Regions from separate parts of the Mus musculus genome. Here region 2 is linked to region 1. The links are chromatin contacts, called in public HiChIP or PLAC-seq maps. All regions are on one chromosome and are shown on one strand. Each heading gives the region's core, a stretch centred on a gene start, on an enhancer-like site or on the middle of the called end of the contact. The rest is flanking DNA. Distances are from core to core; before and after follow the strand shown.

What was found. HiChIP or PLAC-seq counts read pairs in DNA pulled down with a chosen protein or histone mark.
Region 2: a contact with region 1 is called in an H3K27ac HiChIP or PLAC-seq map of embryonic stem cells, with 3 times the contacts expected there. The contact joins the promoter of Pikfyve here to the enhancer-like site in region 1. A contact is called at or near these places in 1 of 39 promoter capture datasets (liver), 6 of 115 datasets of contacts at active chromatin or transcription factors (acute myeloid leukemia, bone marrow-derived macrophages, embryonic stem cells and 2 more) and 2 of 9 other capture datasets (liver and pancreatic islet).

Annotation. Positions count from the first base shown.
Region 1 is chr1:64,576,059-64,583,430 of GRCm38.p6, forward strand. Creb1 (cAMP responsive element binding protein 1) reads left to right here. Exons shown (of 9, transcript NM_009952.2): 8 at 121-271. Among named protein-coding and RNA genes, the nearest start is that of Mettl21a, 38 kb to the right of the region's middle. Within about 2 kb of position 2,658, at least 4 of the 459 cell types and tissues checked have an H3K27ac peak or open chromatin away from gene starts, as enhancers often do. A contact at or near this core is called in embryonic stem cells, where this site is marked.
Region 2 is chr1:65,183,760-65,191,131 of GRCm38.p6, forward strand. Pikfyve (phosphoinositide kinase, FYVE type zinc finger containing) reads left to right here and starts at 2,926. Exons shown (of 42, transcript NM_001310624.1): 1 at 2,926-3,074; 2 at 6,560-6,740. The coding sequence starts at 6,569. It also overlaps a transcript of Idh1 not described here.

The DNA.
Region 1 (7,372 bases), core at 1,408-3,907:
TTAGATAGAGTCCCATTCCCTGTTTCCCTTTTAATCTAAGTATGTTTAGATTGATTGAGACACAGTTGAATTAAATTGTAGTGTTTCTGTGTCTTATACCTTGTTCGCTCTTCTCTGCAGCTGCCTCAGGCGATGTACAAACATACCAGATCCGCACAGCACCCACGAGCACCATTGCCCCTGGAGTTGTTATGGCGTCCTCCCCAGCACTTCCTACACAGCCTGCTGAAGAAGCAGCACGGAAGAGAGAGGTCCGTCTAATGAAGAACAGGTACAGATTCCAAACACTTAAATGCTATGGGTCAAGTATGTCTATAAACTCTTCTGTGTGTGCCTTTACATCTGCTAACAGTAGGTTCTGTGCATTGATTTTCTTTTTCTGGTAGAATTAGTGGATCTTGCTAAAGCTTCTTTGTTTATTAAGTTGCATTTATAAGATGGCTAATGGAACTTTAGGTCAGTCTTCAATCAAAAAAGTAATTTTTCTTCATAGTTTTTCCACAAGAGAAATACATAGCTTTAATGAATTTGTACTTTATTCTAGCTAATAGGATATGTTAATTAAAAAAATTTGTAAGTAATATTCATCAAAGTGTCACATATGTATACTAACATTAGACTCTAGTTTATTTGCATTAAATTTATTTATAACAAGTATACAGTAGCCATTTTTGTTTTAATGAATACTTTCTTTTGCATTTTTATACACTTACAGATTTATTTATGCATGTTTTATGCATATGTGTCAATGCCTACATGTATGTATATGTACCACATTCATACCACAAAGGGCAGAAGAATGCATTAGATCTCTTGGAACTAGAGTGAGAGGGGTTGGTCAGCCACCTGCCTTGTTCTTTGTTTGGGGTCAGAGTCTTGCTGTGTGGGCCAAAGTTGCCTGGAGCTCTTATCCTCCCGCCTCTGGGAGTGAGTGCTGGAATCACAACCTTGGGCCTGGCCTTAGGGGCAGGGGCTTTCTTTACTCAGTAATAACTTAACATCCAAACACTTTTAAAACAGAGAAATTCTAAAAAGTATGGTATTCCCGACAAAGCCTTAATGCACAGTTAATGTTAGTCTTAAGAAGTTAAAGTGGTACAGAAGAGAAGCTATAAAACACAGGTAAAGCCTTTCTTAGAAATTTATTTGCTTTCAAATGTTTTTGCCATCTTAAAAAAAAGGAAGTTATTAATGTGGAAATGATCAAAACAAAACAAAACAAATGGTCTGAGGAGGCCATCGTTGGTTAATGTGTTCACCATCCAAGCAAGAACACTGGAGTTCAGATCCCCAGAACCCATATAAAATTCTTGGTAGGGCCCTGTAATTCCTCTGATGGCACAGGTGGGGTTTTCAGGGTAAGCTTGTCTGTAAGCTCTGGGTTGAAGAAACCATGACTCAAGAGTAAGCGAAAAAGCAACATTAGGGAAGATAGCCTGCACACACATAAAACATGTGAGTAAACATCAAGGGGCTATAATGGGGGAGGGAGGTGAAAACTAAAAGAGAATCAAGGTGTATAGAGATGTAAACTATTTAAATTCTTCTTTTTACCCCAAGAGTGTAAGAACTATGATAAAGTAAATGAGACAGAAATTGAACTTAGCAGATCTAACTTCAATTCCTGCATTCACCCTTTAGCTATGACTCTGGAAGAATACATTAATTTCCTAAACTTGGGTTTCTACCTTTGAGTAAAATAAGATCTCTCCTTGCACCCAAAGCTTGGCTCTCAGGGTCAGGTAAGACAGCACATGGCATCTCTACTGCTCCTTCTCTTCCAACAATTTTATTTTTGGTAGGTCAGCATCATTGTTCCTGAAATAGTCTTAACTGTCACAGTCTTAGTAAATTATATCTAGCTATGAAAAAGGAGAAACCCATTCTGAGATAGTAAGGGAATCTTGAAAAGAAGCCCTGTGACCTTTATTGTGCACCAAACTGTAGTCTCCCCTCCCCCAGCCTGAAACCTGCTTGCTCAGGGGTGGAGCTTCCCACTCAATCGTTCTGCCACGCCCACTGCTGGACCTGCGGCTTTGCTGTTTGGAGCCGTGCACGTGGTCACCCTGCTATTTGACCCCAAGACTAATTGGCGGGAATCGGGCCCCCTTCCCCTGCTTCATAACTGCGTGTAGAACAGTAAAATAGAACTTTGATCAGAATGCCTGTCTTAGCTGCATTTCTTTATCTCGCCACCTAGTCCTCTTCTCTTCCAGGTTTCCAAAATGCCTTTCCAGGCTAGAACCCATGTTGTGATCTGCTGGCCGGACACAACACCAAACAACTATAAGTAGTTAAGATATAATAGAAATGTACTGCCTAACTCTTATTTAAATGTTATTTGGAAATACGAATTAAGTTACACATTAATCTGTTCAGTTTTAAAGTATTTGTTAAGAAATAGTTGACCTTTTCTAAAATAAGAAAGAATGGTGTTTAAGATGTCTCAAGTAAAGATCTAATTGTAAAATTTCAGACAGCAGCACTTACTAAAGAAACAATTCTAAGGGGACAGAGTAATCAGAATGTTTTTTAAGGACTTGAAATCATGGCTGCATACTTTGGCTCTGTAGAGTGAAGGCTCATCTCTTACAGAGAACCTCAGAGAGGTGTGGGACCATGTGCAGGGGCAGCACCAGCTCCTTTCTTCCTCCCTTCCTTGCAGTACTGGGGATTGTCCTGAGGGCCTGTTCATAGTAGACAGGCGCCCTACCACTGATTTAGACTCAACCCAGCCTTTTTACAATTTTTAAAACTTCCAGACAGGGTGTTGCTGTTACCCAGGTTGATCTGAATTCACTCTGAGATCCGGTGGCACATTACCCATCCCTACCTCATCTCTGGAATCCTGAAGCAAAGCTTAGTTTCAATAAAAAAGAGCCAGGCTACTTTTTCCAGTCTTTCTGTCTCAGCTTCCTGAGTAGCTGAGATTACAACCTGTGCCAGCCAAGCCTACTCATATTACACCTTCTTAGCTGCCCAGAGCATTGCCTGCTTATAAACACTTGTTAGGTTTACCAGTAGGCACAATGCTGCTTTTTCTCCACTTCTCAGTGTTCTGAAAGTCACTCTGACAGAATCCCCGAGAAACCAACTTAAAGAAGAAAAGTTTTAAAAGACGCTCAGTTTCAGCACTCCATGGTTACTGGGCACCATTGATTTTGGTCTCATGGTGAGGCAGAACATCATGGCCAGGAGCCTGCAGTGGAACAGAGTGGCTCACGTTTTAGCAGACTAGAGGCAGAGAAAGAAAAACATGTCTGGAGAGACTGGTAGTGGATCTCACACAATGGAAAGAAAGTAACTCTCCAAAATTGTCCTCTGTTCCCCTTCTGTGTGCTTTGGGGTGTGTGTGTGTGTGTGTGTGTGTGAGTGTGAGTGTGTGTGTGTTCCCCCTAGTTATCTTCCCTGGACACACAAAAATAAGTAAATGTAAAAGGTTGGTAATGTAGGAATGATAGACAACACTCATCGACCTCTGGTTTCCACAAGCATATGTACCTGTACAGACCTGCACATTACACAAGCTTAGACCACACTGATAGGAATGAGTGAATGTAAGTTGTTTTTAAGTGATTGGAAATTATGGCCTAGTCTTCAAGGGCATAACTTATTGACCCACTTCTCTTCAGCTAAGTTCTATCTCCCAAGTTTTCCGATACCTTCCTATGCAATTGTGAACGTATCCATGGATTAACCCGTAAGTGAGGCGAAGGTCCTCATAACTCACAACATTGCTTTTATTCATAGCCAAGCCTTTTCAGGAACACTCCATTGAAACCATAGGCCACTCTACTACTGTCACTACCTCCAAACCACACCAGGTTAGGAAGGCAGGTCATTTTTTTTTTTTAATCATAATCTTCTCAGATGGTTTATTTTTGCTTGGAAACATCATCAAAAGGATAAATAGTGTACATAAAATTTAAAAACAAGATCTTCCATTTAGGAAGTCAACTAGTATTTTATTTATGAATTTTCAGGGAGGAAAGTCACATTGTAAAATGATATTTTACATCTTCAAGTGTCCCAGGAGTAGATGAAAAACCACGCTGTCCAAGATGGCCATCCTTAGTTTGCCTGCTGTGAGGATATATACTGTTGCTGGCCCCAACTAACAGCTGTGTATCAGCACACACCAGATTTCCACAATTGGGACAAAATAAAAGAGTACAATATCCAAATAATTTTATATTAACTGTGCATTAAAATGATAATACTTTAGGATAAATGAGGTTAAGTAAAATTCATTTCAAATAAATTTTGTTTCTCTTTAAGTGTATAATCAAATATATGTATCTAATATTCAGCGTACAAAGCAAAAAGATACTATTTTATTATGTATTGTTGACATATAAATGGGCTTCAGAATCTATGCTTTAAAAAAACAAACATGAACAAAGAAAGGTCATGAACTGCAGGGCAGTTCCCTGGGAATTCATACAAAACCAGTGTTTGCTCTGATGGATACTGACGCAGTATTAACTTCATCATTTACTGTGCATGAAGGCAGGGCAGATGGTGAGACAGCTGTGGCAGACGGTTTAAAGATCAATAAACACACATCTAACTTTGTATCTCTTATCTCTTGTCCTTAATGGAAGGTAAACAGTGATATGCGTGCAAGCGTGCCGTGGGTGCGTGCGTGCGTGCGTGCGTGCGTGCGTGCGTGTGTGTGTGTGTGTGTGTGTGTGTGTGTGTGTGCTATGTATGTGCTTCTTGGTGTGTTCACATGCACACATACACGCACGCAGCTCAAGGTTTCCAAGAGGAAATGAAAAGGGCTAACTAAACAGGAAGGCAGTTGTTAAGATAGTTGCTTACAAGAGGTCTACAAAGCTGCCTGATTACAAGCAGGGACTGTAATAAGATGCTTTTGCTTAGATTTAGTTACTGTCTGTCAAAGGGAAGTTGCCCATACTCTGAAGTAGTTCTCTTTCCTCTACCCAGGGAACTTTTTAAGCTTTCCTAGAATCTGGCTTCTTACCATATCACTTACATGTGCCTAGAAAAGTACAGGCTTTCCCATACCCCTGGCAAGTCTAGCATACTCTTCTCAGTTATTTCTACCTCTGTGGTTAGCCAACTTTTGAATGTTCAGTATCCTAAGCTTCCCTGGTTTATTCTAAGTTACAGTGTGTATTAGACACTAGCCTTCACACGCAGTCTGTCTCTTATAGCCAAATAAGATCTTTTTCCACTTTGCAGAAGAGAAAGAAGGTAAATACCAGAGAAAAGCTAAATAGCAGTCAGATGTCCGGTATCTTAGGTAAAAAGCCTGAAAGACAGTTTGACCCTGTGTCTAATGACAAGTCTCCTGAGCTTGTTTCACCCTGCTGTGCCTCTAAGCAGAGTAAAACACACTGTTGTCAGGATACATAGCCCCAGGAAATAACTGTAGAATGCTTTCCTGGGATGTCCATTTTGCTCAGAGTCAAGAGAAACAAACTCTAATTTTAAGAGGAAGTAAATTCAAAAGACATTAGTACTGTAGTAGTTGCTTTAAGCTGTATCTCCAGAATCACCTACCATATTGGTGTCATTATTACTGTAAGTCTTCAGTAGACAAGTTAGAGCATCATTGACCACAATAAGTGACCCTCGTGTACATTGATCACAGCCCATCTCACACTGAACTTGGGGAGGTGGTTTGAGGAACCCCAAAATTCTATTGTGTGAGAGTTGTCAATTATTCCAAAGTGAAGATAATTGGCATACATTTTGTGTTACTATAGCAACAGTCATAAAATCTCAGCATCTTGGAACAGCATGACCTCTTCCTCTCATTATAAGTTGTACATTGTCAGTTCCAAGTCAGTTGCTGTGGCTTGTCTTCATATCTCATCGTCATTGCCAGTTGCTTCCTGGATCCCCACTGAGTAAGAGCAGCATGTTCAAGACATAGCCTTTCTATGGCAAATGGGGAAGGCACAGGGCCTGAGCGTAAGATCCAACCATTTTTTTCAGGAGCTGGCTCTCCGCTTCTACCTTGTTTTGAGGCATGTCTCATTTCTGCCACTGCACTGCATTAGGGCTGCTGTAGTACAGATCCAGCTTTGTGTGTGCAATGAAACAGTTAGGCTTGTTCAGTGTGCGCTTTCATGCCCTGAGACATCTCCCAACCTACATATGCTTTGGCTCACTATGTCCATTTGTGTCCACTGGCTACAACTCTGGGAAGGCAAGCCCAAGTCAGTGGGCTGTGCATGGGGATTCTTTCCACAGAGAGGATTGTGAGAGTAATACAGTTTGCTGCCCTTACTTTTAGATAGCCTACAGTGTAGAGGGGCCTTAAATAGGGTTTCCAAAGATGAAGTTAATAAACCGTTAAATAGATTTCACACTAAATTTAAAAACCTTACTTCAGTGAAGAACAAAAGAAAAATAGCAAAGTAAACATTAAACTGGGGGATTAGAGTTGAGGATATGGATTGGCAGATTTACAGAAAATGAATATGTTCTTGAGTTTCATGTGTTTCCCAAATTGTATCTTATATCTTGGGTATTCTAAGTTTCTGGGCTAATATACACTTACCACTGAGAACATATCATATGAGTTCTTTTGTGATTGGGTTACCTCACACAGGATGATGCCCTCCAGGTCAAACCATTTGCCTAGGAATTTCATAAATTCATTCTTTTTGGTAGCTGGTAGTACTCCATTGTGTAAATGTACCACATTTTCTGTATCCATTCCTCTGTTGAGGGGCATCTGGGTTCTTTCCAGCTTCTGGCTATTATAAATAAGGCTGCTATGAACATAGTGGAGCATGTGTCCTTATTACATGCTGGAACATCTTCTGGATATATGCCCAGGAGAGGTATTGCGGGATCCTCCGGTAGTACTATGTCCAATTTTCTGAGGAACCGCCAGACGGATTTCCAGAGTGGTTGTACAAGCCTGCAATCCCACCAACAATGGAGGAGTGTTCCTCTTTCTCCACATCCTCGTCAGCATCTGCTGTCACCTGAATTTTTGATCTTAGCCATTCTCACTGGTGTGAGGTGGAATCTCAGGGTTGTTTTGATTTGCATTTCCCTGATGATTAAGGATGTTGAACATTTTTTCAGGTGCTTCTCTGCCATTCGGTATTCCTCAGGTGAGAATTCTTTGTTCAGTTCTGAGCCCCAATTTTTAAGGGGGTTATTTGATTTTCTGAGGTCCACCTTCTTGAGTTCTTTATATATGTTGGATATTAGTCCCCTATCTGATTTAGGATAGGTAAAGATCCTTTCCCAGTCTGTTGGTGGTCTTTTTGTCTTATAGACAGTGTCTTTTGCCTTGCAGAAACTTTGGAGTTTCATTAGGTCCCATTTGTCAATTCTCGATCTTACAGCACAAGCCATTGCTGTTCTGTTCAGGAATTTTTCC
Region 2 (7,372 bases), core at 1,676-4,175, 610 kb after region 1:
TAGACATAGACCACAGAATAGAAAGAAAAGAGCAGGAATAAATCCACTTATGATAGACTTACTATTCAGAAAAACCCTGAGGGAAAGGATAGTCTGTTTAATGAATGTTATGGGAAAAACTGAATACCCACAGTGCACGAAGGAAATTAGATTGATATTTCACACTACATTTAAAATTAACTCAAATTGAATTAAATATCTAAATTTAACACCTAAAAAGTACAAATTAGTAGAAGAAAACACAAGCAAAAAAACCCATGACATTGCCCTGAGCAGTGACTTTTGTTTTTCTTATTTTATTTTTTTTTATTTATTTTTTGACTTTTATTTTTATTTTGTTTAACCCAAAAGCTTAGGCAAAAAAAAAAAAAAAAAAAAAAAAAAAAAAAAAAAAAGCAAAACAGACAAATAGGATGTTATCAAAATAAAGTGCTCTGGAAAGCGAGAAAAACAACTTTGAAGAGATGATCTATGGGATAGTAGAGAATATTTACTTGACTTTGAACATTAGAACAAATATAAATTTAAAAACAAGGAAATTTTATCCTTTGTGGCAACATACTGAACCTGGAGGAGCCTATAGGAAGTGAAATACGCCAGAAATAAAAGCCCTGTAAGGTCTCAAGTGTAGAGTTTTAAAAATGTTAAGTTAGAAAGAAAAAGAGCAGAGTGGTAGTTTTTAGGGGTTGGGGAGCAGAGGTAAGAGGGGAAAATAGGAAACAGAAAGCAAATGTTCAGAAAGTCATGGATCCTGGCAACAATACCCAGGGTTTTCATGAGATGCTTCCACTGGCCAAATCAGGGGCAACTTTTAGAGAATAGTGACAACTTTTAAAGAATAGTGACAACTTTTAGAGACTGAATAGTGACAGTGTTGAATTGGGGCATTACTGAGAAAAATTATATTGATACTAACCAATATAAAGAGAGGGAAAGGCTACGAATTCTCAGTAAAGTATTATAAGCACGTGAGCACAGTACCATAGTGCACCCAAGCCCAGCAAGTATCATAGAAGTGCTTGGATGGAAGTTCTGGGAAAGAATAGTTACAGGTACGCACAAAATGTCTCTACAGATAAAATACACCTGGGATTAATTTTTGATGTCTAGGATGAGGTAAGAACCCAAACTAATTTCTTTTCCTAAAAGAGAAGTCAATTTTCCCACAGAAATTAAACTTCATGCTAATGTAGGCACGGAAGTGCAAACTTCTGGGGAACATGGACTGTGTTATGGCCACAGCTTTACCTTTAGCACGGTACCTATGTGGCCAGTGACTGGCGCAGAGAACGAGGACTTGTCCAATTAATGACTCATAAAATGTTAGCTGAGGAGCTGGAGAGATGGCTCAATGTTAAGGGCATATACTGCTTTTGCAGAGGACCCAAGTTTGATTCCTAGCACCCACATTTGGGGGCTCACGACCTCCTATATCTCCAGTTTCAGAGGAATCTGACCCCCTGGCCGTCCCCCTATGCTCCTCTGGCACCCGCTCAGCCCACTATATCTTTTAAAAAGTGTTAGTTGATCGGGTGTTTCTGTACATAGAGTTTCTTCTGTATCTTGCTATCCTCTCTGCTGGATTATCTATTGTGTTCTCTTGGTCTATTTTATAATTTATTGTACGTTTATGGAATATTAGGGTCTGTTGGGCTAATTTAAGAAAAGATTTTTTTTTCTTCTTCTTAGGGAAGATGCTTGTGTATGTTTATGGGCCAAGGAAGGAGTTATTGGGAAAGGTTTGTTTGAAGAGACATTGCAAGCCCCCAGGGATATGTGTGAGGGACGTGGTTGGTGGTGGAGGTGGTTAGGTTAAGGATAGATAGTACCCAAGGTAGCCCGGTGTTTTGATTTGTATAGATGACAGTTAGAGTGGAGAGTGGAGAGAGGCACAGTAGTAATGAAGACCAATGCGGTCAGAGGACGCTGAGGACAAGATCCAAGAGCCAGTTAAGGATGGTGACCAGGAGTTGCAGCGTCCCCTAGCTTCAGGTTTTGATGGTAATTTCCAACGTTGAAACAAATCAAACAAACAAAAAACCAAAGCTGGGTGGGAAATGCCAAAGTTTTAGAAGAAAAGAATTCTCAGAATATCACCAACCTTCAGATTCCTTTCAATGCTCCCCTGCAAAGCCCTACGCTTTCAGTAAGCGGGTTTTAGCTTGTTTTCTACTTTTAACGGCACAGCCCTGTTAGCAGGACAAAAATAACGGGTCATGTTAATACTAAGCTGAGCAAGTCAGGGCTTGATAACTCTTATCTGCAACACAAAACCCGAATTAAAAAAAGCTATATTCAACCTCACTTGAGTCAGATTCTGTGCCAACTGCCTTTCATGCACAGTTCTACCTAATCCTCAAACAAGACCACCAAAAACATTAACAACAAAAACAACAACAGTAAAACAACAGGGAGTAAACGCAGCTATAATTAACCCTCCTTTACCCACCAGAGGTGTGAGGCCTAGAGAAACAAGCGATTTGTTCAAAGACACATAGTTGGTGTTAGCGGAGTCCTGAAAGGATCCTGAAAGCTAATTAACTACCTCTTCACTCTGGACTACACAGGTAGAAGTCGGTCCAAGAGAGCTCTGAGAGCGGTCCTAAATTATATGTGCTCACGTTGTTGAACACATACGGTAACAGCGACTGGCTGGCGTCTAATGCCTGGCGCGCGTGATGCTCACATGCACCGTCCTCCCCGCTTCCTTCAGGATGGCTGAGGCAGCGTTAAGTCCTCTGGGGGGAGGGGGGGGGGGGTCTAGAACGATACTCTCTGGGTTGGATTCTTTCAGCCTGAACATCTGATCGGAAGGTCTAGAGGGCGGAGAAAAGTAGGCGGAGCCGGCCCTTGGAGCCGGTTGATGATTGGTTAGAAGGGGTACTGGGCGGAGCCTTGAGGTGGTAGGCGGAAGCGAGAAGCCGCAGTTACCGCGTAAGCCTCTGGGCTTCTCGGCGCGACCGCCGGCTGCCTGAGAAAGCCGGCGCTGTGCTTGGCCTCGGCTTCCCGGCCGAGAGTGGTGAGGCGGAGGCCGGGGAGGCGGGAGGCCCGCGGGGCCGGGGCGGGAGGCGAAGGTAAGGGAGGCGGCGAGGCATGGGCAGGCAGGGCGCGCAGTGGGAGGAAGGCCAGCGTGGGTCGCGGAGCACCGCCGGAGGGATGGCGAGGGCCCGGGGCTCTGCGGCCGAGACTCGGCCGGCGAGCGGGGAAGACCCGCCGGGAACCGGCTGGCTTCTGAGCGCCCGGCGGCCCTGTGTGGCGAGACCGGCCGCGGGCCTCCTGGGCCATCTCCCGCCGAGGCTTCCTTGACACAATGGAAGTTCTCTTGCCTCTCTGTTTTCCTAATGCTCGAACTTATTTTGGAGGTGGACCATGTCATCCCTTCCTCTGAGCGGGCGAGCTCAAGTCTCAGGGTGCAGCCTACTCTGGAAAAGAAAGTTCTGACCCACAGAAACCATTCCATGCTTGAGTGTGTCCACCAGCTTAAATGCTGGTTTTTGCCATTTGAGGCTTTTATTTTTCCTTTTTAACTTTAACGTAGTCCTGTTTTGAGGAGGAGGCTTTGTTTCCGAGTAAGTCGTTTCCCCTTTCCCAAGAGGTTCCCAAGAAAGGTTGAAAGTGAAATTTGATGGATGCATTTAGGAATTTAGGGTCTTCTGTCCTATGTAGGTTCTTAGGACATTCAGGGGAAGATGGCAATTCTGCATAAAGCAGGTCATTGCTGTGTATCTTAAGTGCGTAATGTGTTAAATGATGAAGGGTTGCTTCTTCAGTTGGTGCATCTTGTGTTGGTAGAGGTAGACGCCCAGCAAACCTCACCGTCTTGTTTTACATTTATTTGAGTCTCTTTCTGCCTCTCCAGGACTCCCACTCTGTCCCATTCCCTCTCCCCCCCCCCCGGGGGGGGGGAGTGAAAGAGAGATAGACAGAGACAGAGACCGACACACGTGCGGGGTGGCGGCGGGGGTTGGGTGGGGGGAAGATAGTCTTAGTTTCTTTCTCTTCGATTCATTAGGTTAAGGCTTGTGACTAAGGTCAGGACTTTTCTGAGAAGCAACACTAATTTCCTGAGTCCTCCCCCTCCCTTTGCCTCTTTCTGGAAAAGTTACGTGGATCACACTGGTTTTCCTTTAATGTTTCTGTTGTGCATGGGTCACAAAATGAACAATATGCCTTTCTTGATGGAAGCTAACATTGCTTGTATTCAGCTGTCCTGCATTAATAGATAAAAGTTTGAGAATTATACTTAAGAAAAAAACACTCTAGAAAATGATTACACTGCTGTTTTGAATTTCACCTACAGTTTTCGTATGAGCTGATAGGTCAAGCTACACTTTAATATCGAATTCATTTTCTGATTTGCTTCACCAAGATACTCATTTCAAATCTGTGTATACCACACTAGTGCAGAGAAACACTGCAGAAGTTGTTGGATAAGTAGGTTAATATTTCTAATTATGTATTCAGAAAGAGCCATCCTTTACAGTATAAACAGTTATTATGCTGCTAAAAATCAGAGTTGTAATTTTTTTGGTTGCTGGTGGCATGTAATTATTAAGATTAGGTCTATGTGGTTGTATTTATGTTTTTAGAGACTGCACTTGATGTGATGTGTGTTTTCATGATAATTTTTTACTTTCACATGTCCAAAGGTTAAAGAAAGTTGTGGATATAGAAGACCTTTAGAAGTAATTCTAAGACTCTGTAGGTGGATTGGTTTTTGTGCTTTCGTTGGTGCTTTTGTGGACGTAGAATAGGTTGTGTTTGGAAGCATGAGGGTTTTCATTGCCATTACATCTTTTTTCTCTGGTGGTCTTTAAAACAAAACAAAACTTTGAGTTTTTACTTGATTAATCGCCATCTTAATCCTTTATGCTATAGCATCGAAGTTGTATGTTAGCTTGACACAAGCTGGAGTTTTCAGACAGGAGAGCCTCAATTGAGGCTTCATAAGATGGACTGTAAGCAAACCTGTAGGGTATCATCTTAACTAGTGATTGATGGGGGAAGGCCCAGCCCCCACGGTGGGTGGTGTCCATCCCTGGGCTGGCTGGTGGTCCTGGGTTCTATAAGAAAGCAGGCTAAACACTTGTTCATGAGGAACAAGCCAGTAAGCAGCACCCCTCCATGGCCTTTGCCTCAGCTCCTGCCTCCAGGTCTTACCCTGCTTGTGTTCCTTTCCTGACCACCTTTGATGATAAACAATGGTGTGGAAGTGTAAACTAAATAAACCCTTTACTCCAGACGTTCCTTTGGTCATGGTGTTTCATCACAGCAGTAGTAACCCTGACTGAGACAATACTTTACCTGATACTAGAGGTCCTCCTTCCCTGTCTTTCTTCTTCCCTTTCCTCTCTTTCCCCTACTCCATCGCCTTCCTCTTTTCTTTTCCTCCCCATCCTTTCCAATAAGCACTTGTTGCCAAAATTCCATCCAAGTCAGTGGTTTCATTTCTGTTTTAATTTACTAATTTGAGAGAATCTTGAGTATTAAGAGACTACAGTTGGCTAGAATTGGAAGTCTGTGAAGAATACAAATTTTTTTTGATAGAAGACTGTCAGAGAATTTTGTTGCAAGAGTTGTATAGTCACAAGTCTATTTATTACTATCTCTGATTCACCCAAAAGAAAACTGTTTTAGTTGCCTCAATTGTTAATTATAGTAATAATACTTACTTATGTGACTTCTAGGAGTGTTGTGAATATAAAATGAACCTATACATCTGATTTTGAAGGAGAAAACAGTTTTAGGAGAATATAATGCCCTTTTTTCTAAAGTATAGATAGATTACAAACTTTAGCATTTTTTACTAACATAGCAAAGGATATTTCTCTTTAAACTTTCAATCTAAGAGGGGAAGAGCCTCAGTCCCTTCCTATGACTTTATTTCGTGACTAGACTCACTGCTTTGGCCCATTATGCTTTCTTGGTTACTTATAAGCAAAAACACCTTTTAAGAAGGTCATACCTTAATGTCTTTTGAGTTTAGGCTTATAAGGTAGTTGTGGAAATCCCAGGTTCCTGTGCCTACGAGGAGAGAAGAGGAAGCCTGTTGATTCGAGCACTTGTCACAGGCGTTGCCAAAGCCCTTTGCTCAGATTGCATAGACATGTCCTGCCAGCTGACTGGCTTTCTTTTCCTCAGATACATATGTAAAATGAGGCTGAGTAGTTTATGTTATATAAAGTCAGTTTCTGCTCTAACTTTATAAAGCTATTATTATTTTAACAAAAAACCTTGGACACCTATAAGTAATGGGAAATTTTTTGTCTGCTCATATTTACGTCTTACCTGTAGATTTTAAATTAACTTTAATTGTAAAGAGAATAAGAATGGTAATATTTGAAATGAGCTCAGCCACATACATGGTTTTAAGTGTTGAGGCTCTTTCCATTTAGACAGTAGTAATTTTTAAGCCTCAATTTTTGAATATTTGGACATAGGTCTCCTTATTCTTTTGTGTTTTGATAAGAATTGTCACGCAGGGGGGCTGTTTGGTTATTTGCCTGTTCTTGAGATGGTTTCTAAGGAATCTCTTTCCCTCCCTGCCCTTTCTTTCCAGACTCATGAAATGGCCACAGATGACAAGAGTTCCCCGACACTGGACTCTGCTAATGATTTGCCTCGCTCTCCTGCCAGTCCTTCTCACCTCACTCACTTTAAACCCTTGACTCCTGACCAGGATGAGCCCCCCTTCAAGTCAGCATATAGTTCTTTTGTAAACCTTTTTCGTTTTAACAAAGGTAAGATTACATCTTAATAAACCTCATAAAATGCAGTTTGAATTCTCTGCATTCCCTTTAGTGTCTTGCTGTGTGGTTGTGAGAATGTGAAATATTAATAAGGTGGTGACTTCAATCTCAGGTCACCAAGTCTTTCTGTCTAAGAAGGAAAAGATAGCATTTCATTGTAATCCGATTAATTATTTGTGTAAATTGAATTTAAAGTGGTTAGGGAGGTCCTTTTTAATGAGAAAACATTTGTTCTACATATTTTCTATCAATGTGCTTTGACTTAAGCTTACAGAATGAAACTTGTTTTGAGGGAGGCATTGGTAATAAGATTTTAAAGCAATAATATTAAGCAGCAGTATATGGTTTGTATGTTTAGAAACTTACAAGCTGACAGCAAGCATGTTGGGACTTATACTCATTGGATTGAGTTGTAAATGACATGAAATGAACAGATAATTTAAAGGATGAGTTCTTGAATGCAATGTTCATTGTTTTTAAGCAGAATTTAAAATATAGACATATCTTGCTCTTATTTTGCACTTTTGTTTTTGTTTTTGTTTGAGACCAGGGTCCATTTTTTGGCCTTGGCTAACCTGAAACACTGTAATTTTGGCCATGAGGCCATTTTCCTGTGTTAGTCT